2 separate regions of the Gossypium hirsutum genome follow, and region 2 is linked to region 1. Evidence: chromatin contacts called from public Hi-C data. All regions are on one chromosome and are shown on one strand. Each heading gives the region's core, a stretch centred on a gene start, on an enhancer-like site or on the middle of the called end of the contact. The rest is flanking DNA. Distances are from core to core; before and after follow the strand shown. Region 1 holds the start of LOC107892236. Region 2 holds the start of LOC107903709.

Region 1 (2,700 bases), core at 15-2,514:
TGGCCATAAGTAATGCCAAAAGCATTAAGAAAGCAAACACTCTGAAACCCAGCAACCAAGCAGGGTGAATGCCTTCAAGACATGTTTTCCAAGTTTCATCCTCATATAAGATCCCCGGAGATTCCTTCCTATTTTCTACCTCTCGATTTTCCGATCTTTTCCGACCTTCAAATTTCCAGATTATAATTGCTGCCACAACCATTGAGGTTAGGATGAACAATGCACAGAATGAGAACCTCCAGTTCAACCAGTAGCTTAAGGTCGTGGTATCGGCAGTCATGTTAGGCTGCCAAGTATGTTTAGGGGATCCTGTTAAGAAACTCAAGAAATCTATGTTACTCTGTAATGTTAAATCTTTCTCCCAGAAAGGTCCTTCAAAGCTTGTGTCTAACACGGGTATCAACACTAATACTTTAAGAAAGACAAAGTGGTGGAGTAACATACCGAGAAATTGCTACTACTTGTTCCATTGGTACTCATAATTTATTATTAACATTCCGAAGGGTAATTCTTAAAATCAATCAAAAACTAGAAGCTGGAAAGCAAAGTTACTATATTAAGCTCCCAAAAGAGTAATTTTTTGAGAATAAATGGGGTTATAGTATTTAATTGCTAGAAGACCATTTAATAAAAAGTCAGAAAAAAAAATGATTATTAAAGGACTAAAAAAATAAAAACAAAAATCTAGAGCCAAAATCCTTACTTTAGATGGGTTCTTCCCATAGAACTAAGTTCAACAGAAGGAAGCAGATACAGAGGAAGTAGAACAAGAAAACTAAACAACAAGACTAAACATAAATATAGAAATAATGGGCACATTAAATAAAGCTAAGATCACACTAAAAATGGAAGAGAGGAAAGTCGATAACTATGAAAAGAAAAATGGGTTTTAAGGCTCGTACAGTTTGCGAATAAGAATATTAAGAATTTGATCGAACAAGAGACTCCAGGTTGAAGCTAGAACAAGCTTTTGGTTTGTAATCGTAGTTTTGAGTGCAAAAAACAAAAGCAGAGTTTCAGTACTGTTTACCTTTATTGGAGTGTTCTTCCCTTTGGATCCTGATTTATTGGAATCGTTGTTACTGGAATTGGGAATTTCCAGAAGAAAAAAAACCCAATCAATTTTGTCTTGGGAGTCAAATTTTTGTGTCAGTCAAGTCTGAGGAGGCAAATGAGACCCGAGCTAAGAGGTTTCTACCTTCTACTTACACATTCTTTAAAAACACGACACGTTTCCTAACAATCACAAAAATAAACGTGGGAACAAATTTAGTTGTTTTACGCGACGCTGAATTATTGTGATCACTGATGACGGCGTATTAAATATTTGGCTTAATGGTATTGTAGATCCTCGAAAATTTTCAAAAAAATTCAATTAAGTCTTTTTCAATTTTTTGGTTATTTTACTAAAATAACTCCAAAAAATAATTAATTACGTAAATGACCCAAATTCAAAAAAAATCATCCAAATAACCTGAAATGAAAAATAAAATTAGGTTATGGGGACTTAGATGGTCGGCACCACTATTTTTTCTATTAAAAAAATAATTTGAGGTTTTCGACACTAGATGGCCGGCACCCATATATTTTTTTCAAAAAAAAGTTTTTTTGGGTACTGGCACACTAGTGGCCGGCACGACACCCTTTTATCTGGTTAAAAAAATTATTTTTTTGGGGTGTCAAGTGCCGGCCAACAAAGGCCTAAACTCACCCAACAAAAGGGGATGGGAATATTGCAACATTGACTCCTCCTTGTTTTCCCATCTTTTTTATTTCCTAAGTTTGATTACATATTTTATATTTTAAAATGATATTGGACTCCTTGTCATGTTTGTTAATTATTATTATATCACTCACATTATTATTAAGTTTAAAAATTAATTTAAATTTAATATGCACAATTAAATTAGAATTTTTTTATAGATGAAAATCATTAAAGGAGGTTCTAATTTTATAAAAAAAATCTAATTTTACTGTGCATATTAAATTTAAATTAATTTTTAAATTTAATAATAATGTGAGTGACGCAATAATAATTAAGAAACATGATAAGGAGTCTAATATTATTTTAAAATATAAAATATGTAAGCAAACTTCGGAAATAAAAAAGATGGGAAAATAAGGAGGAGTTAATATTGCAATATTCTCATCCCCTTTTGTTGGGTGAGTTTGGGTCTTTGTTGGTCGGCACCTGATACCTCATCAAAATATTTTTTTAATCAGTTAAAGGGGTGTCGGCCATCAGTGTGCCAGCACCCTAAAAAAGAATTTGAAAAAAAAGACATGGGTGCCAACCATCTAGTGTCCAAAACCCTAAAAATTATTTTTTTAATAGAAAAAATAGTAGTGTCGACCATCTAGTCCTCATAACTCAATTTTATTGTTCATTTCAGGTTATTTAGGTGATTGTTTTTAATTAAAGTCATTTACGTAATTAATTTTTTTTTAGGTTATTTAAGTAAAATAACCCAATTTTTTGGACAATTGAACCCTAAACTTATAAAATTAATCAAATCAACACTTTAACTAACTTTGACCATTAATTTCTAATTGAATCGATGATGTGTCCATTAACTCGGCCAATAGATGCTAACATGATCCATGTCACTATCACATCATAAAATAAAATAAAAATTTAAGTTGAAGATGAACTTAGTTATTGTGCTGCCATTTTTTAAGATTTATTATAAAATTATTAAA
Region 2 (2,700 bases), core at 28-2,527, 150 kb after region 1:
AAAGTATAACAAGGAAACCTTGGAAAGACTCCTGCAATCAAATTCAACCAACAATAATCCCCAAATACAAACCCTCGAAACAATTAATCAAATAAAGCTAATCTCCTAAAAAAAAAAGCCACATAAAAGATTTATGCATAAATGAAACTATGACAACTTCTTAGCAGTAAATGGTTCTCAGCAAAATCCAAGATCAACTGGAACCGCAATCCATCAAATAGTATGTTTTGAAACAAGAAATAGAATATTTGAATTCAAATTTCATTTGTTATATAAACTATGAAAATATGAAATTCAAGATCATAATTATCTACACGTATTTCAAATTCACCACTCCAAAAAATCGACAAATTATATTTATTATAAGTTTTTATCATCGAATTTGCACCATTTTAAAATCTGAAATCCAAATTCCCAGGCCAACCTAAAATGTTATGATCAAAAGATAAAGGCGTAGACTAGAAACCCCAGAAACAGAAACGCATGAACATCCGAGCAGAAATCTAACAACACTGGCAATGAAAAATTAATTAAAAAAAAGAGAGAAAAATGGGTTCAACTTACAATGTGAATCTGGCGACAAGAATATTCATTCCAGTTGAGATTCCACGTGAAAAAAAAATCAGTAGTTTAGGCAATAGGAAATTGTGAGTAGAAAACTTTTTGCTTTTGCTTTAGAATTATAGAAGTTAAGCGACAAAACAGTTGAAGCACATGAAACACGCAATTAATTTAAAGGCGGCAACGAGCTTGGTCTTCAGAAAATAAGAAAGTCTTCAACCATTCAACCCCCAGAAACGGAAGATTCCTGTAAAACACGTCTAAATTCTGGACGGTGATCTTAATTTATTAATTTGAGACCTTCCTTTTTAACGGGGTTCCATTTTTATTTGGATAATCTCTACTTCTGTATAAATGTAATAATATCTTGGGGTTTTAGACTTCACCGCGTGTCCACCTTTCCTTTTTCCTTTTCAACAAATATAAATGGGTACATTTGTCCAATTGTAAAAAGTTTTTATTTTATATTTAAACTAAAAAAATTCAATTTAGACATCCAAATTTAGATAGTTGGATCATTTTAATTATTCTTTTCTTTCCCACCATCCTACTCACTCCCTCACCACCCCATTCAAGGGATGAAAATTGTTGCTTTTTTTTTATTTTGTCTCTCAAAAATTAAATTGAAATAAATTTTTGGAAGATTCTTTTAATTTTTATTTTGTGTTTATTTAGAAGAAACAAAGAAGAGAAAAAAAATGGGTAAAGGAAACTAGAGATACAGAGAACAGCAGAGGCATTTTGGATTGTTTAAAATATGGGAGTTCCGGTGGGAGAGGAAGAGAAGGAGAGGGATGGGGATGGGGATTCTTGTTTTATTTAATATTAATATAAAATTTAAATTTATTATTATATTTTTAAAATGATTTTTATGTATTTTTTTAAATTTTTTAGAGTTAAGATTAAATTGATATTATTTGTAAACTTTTAGGGTTATTTTTTAAAATTATGATTAAATTCATATAATATATAAAAATTAAAAATTAAATTTATTATCATTTGTGGTTTTAACATAAATTATTAAAATTATCAAACTATTTTATAATTTTAATAATTAAGTGATTGTGTGATTTGGAAATTTAAAACCCCATCAAGTCTGCTATGATAACACCTGTCCTTATTCAACTGTAGTTGTATTGAATTGGTGGACTGATTTTGATTTGGGACAAGTGGGCATATAATGATTTCACTGTTTTACATCTAATCAAGCTGAAGCCTTACGTCTGTTATTTATTCCAAACAATTGGGGGCCTAATTATGTACAGTATGATCATCATTATTGAAATTTGTTCAATTTTGACGATCTAATAATGTTAGTTCCAAATAAAATTAAAGAAAGTTTTCTTATTCAAAGGTTTTAGTTCTTGATAAAGCAGCGTGTCAGATGATTGATATATTAACATCTTATTATTATAAAATTACGTGGGCTTGCGTTTTTGTAATCATGATTTCATATATTTTAATTTATTTGTGATAGTTTTTTGTTTGTGTTATTTGACTTATTAATTATTTGATTTGATTTTTAATGGATTAGGTGAAAGAATTGGAGAAAAATAAACTTAAATATTAATTTTGATAAGTTTCTCTATTGAGACTTTTAACTTGATACTATTTTAGTATTCTGACTATAACTATTTTAGTATTCTGACTATAACTTAAGTTATAAAATTCTGATTTGAGTTTATAATATATCATTTTGAAGGGAACTAGAGGATCTAATCAGACTTAATTCGTGACTCAAAGCTAACAAAAAAAAATGTGCCCAAAAATAGGCTAGAAGTTTGCAATACAAATCTACTAATAGAAAAAAGTGCTTTAATTCATCAAGGGCACTTTTATCTTTTCTCCCTTATGTGAATTTTGTCATATAAATACATAGTTTTAGGTTTAGTATCAAACACTGTAACACCCTTTACCCGAGCTCATACCTAAACATGAGCAAGGAATACTACATTTCAGGATAAATACTTTATTCAAGAACCAAATTTATTATTCAAGTTCTCATCTTTAAGACCTTTTAAAATCATATAAGATTTTATAGATCATTTTTAGGCTTTCTCTAAAGTTTGATTACATTCAAGGTTCGTGTGAGACTCTTTCGAATAAAAAAGAACAAGGAACAGGAAAATAGGACCAATG

Evidence for each region. Hi-C and Micro-C count contacts between places; a contact is called where the count stands out from the background.
Region 2: a Hi-C map of leaf shows a contact between it and region 1, with 2.2 times the contacts expected there. The contact joins the promoter of LOC107903709 here to the promoter of LOC107892236 in region 1. A contact is called at or near these places in 3 of 34 Hi-C or Micro-C datasets (callus and leaf).

What each region holds. Positions count from the first base shown.
Region 1 is chrD05:40,532,308-40,535,007 of Gossypium_hirsutum_v2.1, forward strand. LOC107892236 reads right to left here and starts at 1,265. Exons shown (of 9, transcript XM_016817257.2): 1 at 1,031-1,265; 2 at 1-309. The coding sequence starts at 280.
Region 2 is chrD05:40,683,671-40,686,370 of Gossypium_hirsutum_v2.1, forward strand. It overlaps LOC107903709, which reads right to left and starts at 1,278. Exons shown (of 6, transcript XM_016829855.2): 1 at 565-1,278.